2 separate regions of the Anser cygnoides genome follow, and region 1 is linked to region 2. A link is a contact called in public Hi-C data. All regions are on one chromosome and are shown on one strand. The core of a region is the stretch at or near the end of the contact, and the rest is flanking DNA. Distances in the headings are between cores, read along the strand shown. Region 1 holds the start of ELF3 (E74 like ETS transcription factor 3). Region 2 holds the start of TBC1D22B (TBC1 domain family member 22B).

Region 1 (5,714 bases), core at 532-3,031, 130 kb after region 2:
AGCAGGGCTGGTGGCACCAGTGGCACCCCCCCCCCCCCCCCCCGGCCTGGTGTCCCACCCACTTGCTGCACCGGGTGCACCTCTCCAACCAGCGGCATCACCCGGGCTGACTGCAGCACCTGGCTCTGTGGGGAGCCCCGGGGAGGAGGATGCTCAGCCCAGTCCCCCCCAAACCGCCCCCATCTGTGCAGAGCTCCCGGGGGCTCCCGGTGCTCCGTGCCTGCCCCTTCTCCCCCCGGCTCGGGGCACCGCAGACCCGCCGTGACCCCGCTCCAGGGGCTGCTGCCTTTTGAGAGTGGGTGGAAAAAGCTCCCCCAGGGGCAGGTTTCTAACCACAACGCTGGAACCCAGCCTGGCAGCGGGATCCCCGGGCACTGCGGGGTCACAGCACGCAGGGTTTCAGGCTCTGCGTGCGCCCAGCACCGGCGTATCGCCCGGTGGTCCCGGCTTATCAAAGGATGGAGCCGGCAGGGGCTGCTCCCCGGCGTGGGGACGTCCCCGCACGCTGCAGGATGCTGTGCCCGGGAAACAAAAGGGCCTGGCAGCACCCAGCACTCGTGACGGTGCCATGCAGGAATGAAGCTGGGGCAGGTGATCAGCTCGCACGACCCGGTGCCTCCCGGAGCGCAGGCTGGCCCCCGGGGCCACAGCACGGCCCCGCAGCGCGGGGTGACGTGACCGCACGGATGGGGCCGAGGCACAGCATCCACGTCGGATGCACCGGTCGGTCGGCACCAAGCCACACCAGCTGGTTTGGTGCCAAGCACTGGTGTGAAGTGACCAGGACCTAGAGGTGATGCTGGGGTCGGCTGCGGTCACCCAGTGCCGGGGAGATTGCTCCAGCCCCTGGATGTGGCTGGCTCAGCAAAGCGGCAGCGCTGGGTAAATGGGTGCTGGGCTCTTGGCCTGGATGGGTCCAGGTCTCCCTCTGCTAGCACAGAGCTTAAAAACCAGCACGAACAGACCCAGACAGGGTCCCAAATCCTGCCCAAAAGCCAGAGAGGGGCAGTGGAAAACAGTTCCCCAAAGGCATTCCCCCAGCCCTGCTTTACCCCTTGGCGTGCGGCCCTGCGTGCATACGTGTGTGCCCGTGCAGTGGTGCTTGTGAAATGGCCGGGGATGGTCTGGCACAGCTCTGCAGCCTGCCCCAGCCACCCCTGGGCAAAAAAAATGTCCCATCGCAGCAAGGCGAGCAGCGACACTTGGGCACCTGCCCTGCCTCTGCTCTGTCCCTGCACGGACAGATCATCACGGCCTCTGCCACGCGTGGTCCCGGGGACAGTGCCCGCGGCGTGGGTGACCCGGGCAGGACTCTGAATGCAGCTGGGGACCCCTGCAAGAGCCCCCCTGCCACGAGCACCGCGCTGCCCCTTGGAGCAGGGCTCGGTGAAGGGAAATCTGCATCGCCGGGGGGCACCTGGGGCAGCCATCCCGGCCACTTTCCCCCTGAAAGAGCCCCCGGGATGGATGCGCAGCCCCTGGGGCTGCTCCGGCCCTCCTGGGCATGTTTTCTTGGCAGTGGGAGCCGAGCGAACCTGCTGCTGCGAGCAAACAACCACGAGCCGGGCAAACGGCGGCGAAGAAAACACCCCGCGAGGCCGGCGCGGGTGAAACTCTGGGCACCGGCAGGGCAAGGGCTCTGACAATGATTAAACTGGCCAACCCAGATTTCCCGGCAAGGCAGCGCTGGGCTGGGACCCGGTGGTTCATATTATGCAAATCACCTGGATCTGGGAGCATGAACGTTTCAGCCTGGAATTCCCCTCGGGCCTCCAGATCGCGTTACGCCGCCCGTGCTATAAAAGAGGAGACGTGGGCAGGATCTGCCCATCGGCACAGCCTGGCCGGGCCCGCAGCCGTGGTTAGCGGCCGGGCAGGGCTCCCCTCGCCTCCCCCCTGGATTAGCTGCCGCCCCGCGAGTGCCATCGCAGAAGGTACCAAAGCTTTTTCCTTCGGGACCTGCTCCCCGACGGCGACGTCCCCCCAGCTTTGCTCCCTTCCCTCTGCATCTTCGCTCCCGCCGGGGATGTGCTCGGTTGGTCCTCGCTCGCCGCGCGCCCGCTGCCCCAGCGCAGCCACCGGCCCTTTTGGGGGGCCAGAGAGGGGCCCCCCTCCACCCCCTGGGCTTTGCCCAGCGACCAGCAAGATTTGGCTTTTCTACCACGGGCTGCCGAGTCACCGGGATGTGCTTTTTGGAGCTGCTGGCGGCCCTGCCCGTGGGCAGGGGGCAGGGGATGTGCCCACCCGCGGGGCTGGGGGCGCATTTGGTGGCCGAGGGTCCCGCAGGGGCCGTGCCGCGCCGTGCTGCGGGACCGACAGCCCCCTTGCTGCGAGAGGGGCTGGCAGGGCTGGGGAAGGGGCTGCCACCTTGTCCCCTGCCCCGGGGTGGCAGGGATTCAGGCCACCGGGCGGGCGTTTCGGCAAAGGTGACCCGAGAGGCGGCGGCGGACGGAGGCAGGGAGAGCTCAGCCTCACCCAGCCCGGTCCCGGGGCTCCCGCGGGTGCTGCGGGTTGAGGGCCGGGGCTCACTGTGGTCTCTCGGCACAGAGCTTGATGGCAGGATCTTGCGAGATCAGCAACATTTTGTCCAAGTACAACAGCACCATGTACCAGCAGGAAGAGTCGCAGCTGGCCCTGGATGTGCTGGGACACCCTGGGGACGACGGCAGCCTGGGGCTGAGCTTCCCCCCGAGCCTGCCCCCGGTAGACACCACAGGTGGGTGGGGGCGAAGTGGTGGTGGGCTGCAGGGGGGAGCCCCTATGTAGGGGAGAAGTGAGGCAGTGCAGCTGCCTTGGAAGAGCACCCACGGTCCCATGGGGGCAGGTCGATGGTTTGCACCATGCCTCAGTTTCCCCAGGGGGGTGATGGCTGGCAGGCTGCCGGAGGATGCGCCGGGTGGCACAAGGTGCCAGGCCCATAATCCGAACCCCATAACCCCAGCTCCATAATCCAAACCCCATAACCCCAGCCCCATAATCCAAACCCCATAACCCCAGCCCTATAACCTCAGACTCATAATCCCAGCCCTATAACCCCAGCCCCATAACCTCAGGCTCATAATCCCAGCCCTATAACCCCAGCCCCATAACCCCAGCCCCGTAACACAGCCCAGGACCCGCTGTGCCCCACGGGACCAACCCACGTACCCAGCCGCTCGCTGCCCAGCCCTGAGCCCCGCTCTCCGTCCCTTGCAGAAACGCCAGAGTGGTTCAGTGAGCTCCCATACTTCTGGACCAAGGTGCAGGTGCTGGAGTGGATCAGCTACCACGTGGAAAAGAACAAATACGACGCCAGCATCATCGACTTCTCCTGCTGCAACATGGACGGCCACACGCTCTGCCACTGCAGCCGGGACCAGATGCGCCACATCTTCGGGCCCCTGGGGGACGAGCTCTATGACCGCCTGCACGAGATCAGTGAGTGTCCCGAGGTCCCCTTTGTCCCCAGGCCTGGCAGCTCCGAGAGCAAGGCTGAGACCCCCCCCTCCTCCACCAGCCCAGGACCCCCGGAGCTGCTCAGGGTGGCGCAGGGGCACGGAGCGGTGTGCGGGGAGGGCTGGGCTCAGCTCCTGGCAGGCGCCGTTCCCCACCGTGCCGAAATAGGGTCACTAATCACAGTCCCCTCACCCCTGCAGCCTCTGACGAGCTGACCTGGATCATTGACTTGCTGGAAAAAGAGGATGCGAATTCCCAAGAGACCTTCCTGGACACCAGCCACCTGGGTACGAGAGGGGCCTCGGCCACGGCTACCCCCAGGGGCCACATGCGGGCGTGGGCAGGGCTAACCCCTTCTCCCCTTCTCTGCCCCTTCCAGAGCTGGCAAACCCCTGTGCCAAGGATTCCCTGGAGGACCTGAAGCCCACAAACCCTTTCCTCTTCACAGACATCACCTGCTCGCCCGACGCCATGTCCCCAGGCAGCTCCGATGTCTCAGGTCAGTGGTTTCACCCGGCTGAGAGCTCCCACAGGGCTGGGAGCGCAGCGGGAACCACGGGCGGGTTTGGGGCCGGTACCTGGCTGACCCCAGGGGCCTGGTGGGGGGAAAAACAATGGGAAACGCCTCCGGGTGCAAATCGCTCGAGGGCTGAGCCCCGTCCCTTTGCCCCCCCAGGGCCTGCCATGTCCCACAGCCCCAACTCCCAGGACTCCGGTGGAAGCGACCTCGACCTCGACCCCGTGGAAGCGAAGCTCTTCCCTGACGGTGAGCTGCGGGCATCCCCCCTGGGCCGGGAGGGCAGAGCTTGTGCCAGCCATTTAGGGACAAGCCCTGAACACCCATCTGCACTGTGGGATTTTTTTTTTTTTTTTTTTTTTTTGCGTGCCCTGGGCGCTATTCTCCCCATTGAGCTGCAGACGGGTGGGAAGGGGCAGGCGATGGCAGCGGGGTGAGGGCTGCAGCCGGAGGTGCTGGGCGCTGGAAGCGTCGAGCCCAGCTGGCGGCGGGACTGGGGACACTGGGGGTGCAGGGAGGCAGCGGGGTTTGGGGAAGGAGCGGTGTGCTGCCCTAAGAATGGAGGCTCCCCTGTGTCGAGGGGGGGGATGATGTGGGAGGGAAGGGGCAGACTCTGCTCCCCGGGGGATGGTTCCCTGGTGCCTGGGCTTGAAAAGAGGGCACAGCCCCTGACACCCCCAGCCAGCTCTCCCCTGCTCCCGAGGGAGACGTCTCTGTGCCCGGGGAGGGGGGGCTGCACGCCGGCAGGCCCCACAGGTGGGATAACACATCCATCCCCTTGTCGGTGCGCGCAGACGGCTTTGCTGGGAGCAAGAAAGGGGACGGCAAACACGGCAAGAGGAAACGGGGACGGCCCCGAAAGCTCAGCAAGGAGAACAGAGACTGCCTGGAGGGCCGGAAGAGCAAGCACTGTACGTAAAACCTCCGGCCTCCCAGGGGGAATGCCTGCCCCAGCCTGGTCCTTGGGGCGGGGGGGGGGGGGGGAATTTGGGGAAGGACCGTGTCCGCTGGCAGGAGGCTGGGCAGAGCCGCGGGCAGGAGTTTCCGTGCCCTGACGGCTCGATCTCCCCTTGCAGCCCCGAGAGGCACCCACCTGTGGGAGTTCATCCGGGACATCCTGATCCACCCGGAGCTGAACGAGGGGCTGATGAAGTGGGAGGACCGGCGGGAGGGCGTCTTCAAGTTCCTGCGCTCCGAGGCGGTGGCCCAGCTCTGGGGCCAGAAGAAGAAGAACAGCAGCATGACCTACGAGAAGCTGAGCCGGGCCATGCGGTGAGTGCCCCCCCCCGGCCCCGACGGGGGTCCTGCTCCCCCCCAGGACTCAGCCTTGGCCCCCGCACCCAGCGGGGCTGCACCCAGAGCCCTGACCCCAACACTTATTCCCCCCCCCCCCCCCAGGTATTACTACAAACGTGAAATCCTGGAGAGGGTCGACGGGCGCCGGCTGGTGTACAAGTTTGGGAAGAACTCCAGCGGCTGGAAGGAGGAGGAGGTGCTCAACAGGAACAAGGAGCTGTAGGAGCCCCGGACACGGGGGCCCGTGGAGCCCCCCCGGGCCAGTCCCGAGCCTGGCTCCTGGCAGGAAAATTTGGCAGCTGCTGCCCCACGCAGCCTGTGAAACTCCAACACGCTCGCGTGTGCTGGCGACCGCTGGCACCGAGGTGTTTAAAGCTAATATTTTGGCTCCAGTAGGTTATTGTAAACCATTATTTCCCTCGCTGGATTTGTACCTCCGACTCGGAGAGGCGGCGACTTTGGCTGT
Region 2 (5,274 bases), core at 841-3,340:
CAGCGCCCGGTACAACCGGTGACCCTGCTGCGTTGTGGTACTGGCGTCACAGGATCACAGCAGGAATCGCGCTCACAGAACCTCGGTGCCATCCCAGAGACCTTACCCGAGCAGATTCTGATCCCCCTCCCACCCCACTTTTTACACCAGCACGTAAATAACACACACAGTGCCTTACTGCCCACCTCTCCGAAGGGCAGGGAATAAACACGCGCACAGGGATGTACAGGACCAACCCACCAACGCACCCCAAAAAATTACAGGGGGGGAGAAATCCCAACGCAGAAGCCCCGGGGCAGCACGGGAGGCGTGGAACCACGCTTACCGCTTCTGCCACACGACCCTAAATTGAGAGGGGAAAAAGCACCAACTAAACGCACACGAACCCAAGCGACCCTACTCATCCCATCGCGGCAAACGAACCTGGCGCGGCCTCCGGATCGTCCCGAAGCCTCCCTCTGCCCGCTTGGGGCAAGGGGAGGAGGGAGCCAAGAATGGGGGAAGACCTTGCAGAGTTCCCACCAAAAACATAAGGGGCAGCCCCACGCCCAGGTGACGTCCCACCTCCGCTTTCCGTCCCCGCTGCTGCCCTTCGGGGTCGAGGCCCGAGCCCTGCCCGTAACCGTTCCTGGAAAGGACGGGGGGCGCGCGGGGCGGAGGAGGCACGTTAACCGGCCCCGAAACGCCCCGCGGGACAGCGGGGGGATCTGCGAAGCTGCCTGGAGGCAGGGGAGAGCTCTGCCGAGGACACGTCGCTGCAGCTCGGCGGCGTCTGGGCAGGGCCGCCTGCCTCCCAGACCGGTTCACCTGGCCGCAGCGTCCCAAGGCGAAGCGGCTCCGAGGCAGCGGCTCGGGGCGAGGGCTGCGGGGACGGGGAGGGAACCGGGGGCTGCACGGCGCCGGCCTCTCCAACCCCCCAGGAGAGGAGAGGGGGAAATTCGCCGTGCCGCGGCCGGGCTCCGTCCCACCGACAGCAGGGTGCCGGAGCGGGACAGAGCCCGAGCGAAACCCCACGGGGATCGAACGGCCGATTTCGCACCGTGCCCGGCCAGCAGGAGGGGAAGGGCAGGGTTCAGATAAGGCAAAACGAGCACGGAGGCGGCCCGAGGAGCGCCAGACGCAGAACCCCAGAAGGCTCCTCGGAGCGGGGGTGTCCCGGCCCCCCCCCCCCCCCCCCCCCCCCCCCAGGACACTGGGGTTTCGTGTCTGGGGTAAAGGGTTTGCAGCCCCCCCCCCCCCGGTGCGCCCTGCTCCCGGGGCCAGGCGGGGAGCGAGCCCGCAGCGCCGCCGCCCCCCCGTCCCGCAGCGGGGTGCCCTCGGCTCCCCACAACGTCCCCGGGTGAACGGGGAGGCCTCGGTGGGAAACTTGGGGAGGCCTTCACGAAAACGGGGGTGGCCCATAAGGGGGCTGGGGTCTCCTCGGTGTCTCGGTGCAGGGTCTCGGGGGGGGCTCAAGGCCCGTCCCCCAAACCTTGGGGCCCCCCTCAGACCTCCCTGCCCCACAGCACCACGTCCCCCCCCCATACGCCACTCCCCTCCTCCCCAAAACCTTCCACCCCCCAACAAACCCCACAACCCCCCCCCAAAAAAAACCAACCCCCCCAAAAAAAAACACCCCCCAAAAACCTCCACAGACCCCCCCAAAAGATCATAACTCCCCCAAAAAAACACAGCCCCCCCCAAGACCCCCACAGCCCCCCCCAAAAAAACCCACAGCCCCCCCCAAAGACCCCACAGCCCCCACAAAGACCCCACAGACCTCCCCTGAGACCCCACAGACCCCCCAAAAACCCCACAGACCCTCCCCCCAAGACCCCACAGTCCCCCCAAAGACCCCCACAGCCCCCCCCCAGAGACCCCCCCGACCCCCCGCAGCCCCGTTACCGGCCGGGCCCGTTGCCCACCTGCCGGGCAGCTTGGCGCTGCGCTTCCAGAAGTGCCGCCCGCTCTCGGCGGCCATGGCCGAGGGGGGGGGGGGACGGGACGGGGCCGGGCAGGGCCCGGCCGGCCCCGGCGCAGCGGCGGAGCGCGGAGAAGGCCCCGGCGCCCCCCTCCCCGCCCCCCTCCGCCTTCACCGCCGCCCGCTTGAAGCCGCCGCCGGCGCCATTTTGGTTGCGGGCGTGGAGAGCGCCGCCATTGGTCGCCCGCGATCCGGTTCCGGAGGCCGGGCCAATGGGGAGCAGGGAGGGGGAGTGACGTCATAGGGGGAGGGGAGGGGCTGGGGAAGGAGGGGAGGGAGTACTTGTGTGGGGGGTGGGATGTACCATCTCGGCTGCTGAGGGGGGGAGGATGAAAGGATGAACCATTATGGTTACTGTGGGGGTGGGATGAACCATCTCGCCTGCTGTAGGGGGGGAGTGGGGAGGAGTATTTAGCTCCGAGAGGAGCGGGGGGGGGCTGGCAATGGGCGCTGTGGGCGGGAGGAACCCCCCCCCGCGAGCCCCCCCCCGCCCCGCGCATGGTTGGGCGGGCAGGGTTAAACAGCGCCGTGAGGGCCGGGAGAGACTATTCCGCTGCGCGGGGGGGGGGGGCTGGCAAAACCACGGAGGGGAGGGGGAGCGGGTTAAACCACCCGCGGCGCGACGGGGGGAGGTGGCGGCGGGCTGAACCATGAAGGGGGGGGGGGGGGGGGCTGAGGGGTGGCGGGGTCCCCGGGGTGCCCCCCCCGGTTGCCATGGCACCCAAAGGGATGGGGGGGGGTCGGGGGCACCTCACTGAGCTCCCCAGGGGTCGTCCCCTCGTAACGGGGGCGGGCGTTATAGGGGAGGCCTCAGTGAGGCCACCTGGTGAGGTCACCTGGCGAATAAACGGGGATGAAGTGGCGAAAAAGCGCAGGTGTCAAAACAAATAGAAACGTAAAGTTATCAAATCAGTAGGGTTGGAGAAGCCCTTCATGCTCACCTGGTCCAACCACCCCCTACCACCACTGTCACCCACAGAACCCTGTCCCCAAGCACCACGTCCAACCTCTCCTTGAGCACCCCCAGGGACGGGGACTCCCCCACCTCCCTGGGCAACCCGTCCCAACGCCTGACCGCTCTTTCTGAGCAGAAATGTCTCCTCATTTCCCACCCGAACCTCCCCTGGCACAACTCGAGGCCATTCCCTCTGGTCCTATCCCTGGTTATGTGTGAGAAGAGGCCGACCCCCAGCTCCCCACACCTTCCGTTCAGGGAGCTGTAGAGACCAAAAAACTAAACACAAAAATAAAGAAAATAACCCCCCAAACCTTCCAAACAAATAAAAAATAACCCCCCAAAACAGCCTTTGCGGTGACATCATGGGACCCTGGCTGCCCCCTGGCATCCCTGAGGAGAAAACCCCACCATGGGGGCAGCCCCTAGCACCGGGCCTCAATGGCGGCAGGCGCAGGCCGCGTTGTGTCACCAAAGGCCTTGGGGACATGGGGACGTCCTGCTCCTGGGGGCAAGGCGCAATGGCCCCTTGCTGCCTCGGCCTCAATCAGCAGTGCCTGGTGGCTGGCAGGGCCGTGAGTCGGTGCCGCACCCCGTGCCTCAGTTTCCCCTGCCCGCAGAGGGCAGGGAGCCCCTCGGGGATGCCTCGGGCGCTGGGACACCCGAGTCCGTCAAGGGACGGCTGCCACCCCCAGCCCTGCTGTCCCCGTCCCCTCAGCATCGCCGCCCGTCTCCGCCGAGCACCGTGGGGAAACCCTTCGGGGTGCGGGAGGGCTGCGTGTGCTCATCAAGGGAGAGGAAAATAAAAACAGCAGGCGCGTTTCTGCAGAAAATTATTATTTATTTTTTTTTTCCGAGGACGGGGCTGACGGCAGAGGGCGGCACAGGCTCGTCGCAGCCACGAGGCCTGGCCTAGCAGCTGGGTGCTGTGGTGTAACTCGCCTTGGTGCTGCTATGTCCCTGTCAGGTGCTCTGGGAGATGCAGGGAGATGTTTCGGGGCACGGCGTGGCCGGGAGCAGAGCAGCGAGCCCAGAAGCCTGGCAGCTTTCGGTTCTGAACAAGAACGAAAGCCGAGAGAGAAGAATCGGTTCCTTTTCCCATCCTGAGGCTGAAGCGGAGAAAGGAAACTTAAAACTAGCAAAAATAGAGCATTTTGAGGCTCCCAGCTGCAGGGAGATCAGTGCCATCCCGGTCGGGAGGGCAAGCAGGGCTTCCAGAAAGGGGCTGGTCCGAACAGGGACAGAAATACTGCTCCTTCCAGCCAGAGCAACGTGGCCAAACACGTGTGGTCTACAAGGTGTGACCGGCAGCGTTACCGCAAATCACCTCGTCCCGTAACGCGACTGCAAACGCCGCCCAAATGCAAGGAATTTTCCCTGGTTTGGGACGCGCAGGTCCGAGGCACCGCAGGGCTGATTTCCACGCGCACGTGCAAGGCGGCGGTGGGGAAGTGGGAAAGCTCGGCGTCTGCACACCGAGAAATGGAAACCATCCCGCATCGGAGCAGGAGCCCTTGGTGTCGGTGGGAGGCTGTGCGTGTCCAGCTGTCCTAGAGTCACTTCTGGCCCCTGCAGGTCCCCGCAGAGCCTCCTCCAGGTGCCTGCTGTCCCCTCCAGCTGGGCAGGGTGGGTTCCCTTTGCTGTCCCTCCCCAGCCTGAGGGATAAATCCTTCCTGGAGATCTCCCTCCTGCTTTTTAACAGCAATTCGCAGCTCATCTTCTCATGCTTGGGTGGCTGGCTGTATCAAAGACCGTTTGGAAACACCCTGCTAGAGAAACAGGAGAGTGACCTCTCCGGCCTGACGAGGGAGGGTGGCTCGCTGGCTCTGCTCCCCTCCCCAAAAGACGGGACGGGACAAAAGGGATGCCAGGGACTGAAATCCAAGTGATGGGACCAAAAGGATGCCAAGGACTGAAATCCAAGTGGTGGGACAAAAGGGATGCCAGGGACTGAAATCCAAGCGATGGGACCAAAAGGATGCCAAGGACTGAAATCCAAGCGATGGGACAAAAGGGATGCCAGGGACTGAAATCCAAGCGATGGGACCAAAAGGATGCCAAGGACTGAAATCCAAGCCCTCCGCATCCGTGGCTGAGCTTTGATTGCTGTCAGGTCTCAGCTGGCCAGCATGTGCCAAATCCAGCCAGACCCATATGCTCAGGGGGCATCGACACACATCCAAGCACGCGTGTGTGCACTCCTGCACCCGTGCACACGCACAGGGCTGCTACAGCAAGCACTGCGCTATGGGCAGTAGCCTGGTACAGATCACGGCTGCCGTGGCACATCCGTGCCGAGCGGTGGGGAGCACAGGGGCAGTTTCCATTGGGGTCGGTACTGACGGGTTGTATCTGCGCT

What was found. A called contact is a pair of places that touch in the nucleus more often than the background predicts.
Region 1: a contact with region 2 is called in a Hi-C map of liver, with 2.0 times the contacts expected there. The contact joins the promoter of ELF3 here to the promoter of TBC1D22B in region 2. A contact is called at or near these places in 2 of 7 Hi-C or Micro-C datasets (both in liver).

Annotation. Positions count from the first base shown.
Region 1 is chr25:2,149,440-2,155,153 of Taihu_goose_T2T_genome, forward strand. It overlaps ELF3 (E74 like ETS transcription factor 3), which reads left to right and starts at 1,782. Exons shown (of 9, transcript XM_066982923.1): 1 at 1,782-1,934; 2 at 2,548-2,716; 3 at 3,196-3,417; 4 at 3,636-3,722; 5 at 3,815-3,934; 6 at 4,112-4,201; 7 at 4,747-4,863; 8 at 5,029-5,224; 9 at 5,351-5,714. The coding sequence starts at 2,554. The coding sequence ends at 5,471.
Region 2 is chr25:2,019,977-2,025,250 of Taihu_goose_T2T_genome, forward strand. TBC1D22B (TBC1 domain family member 22B) reads right to left here and starts at 2,091. Exons shown (of 13, transcript XM_066983140.1): 1 at 1,905-2,091. The coding sequence starts at 1,960.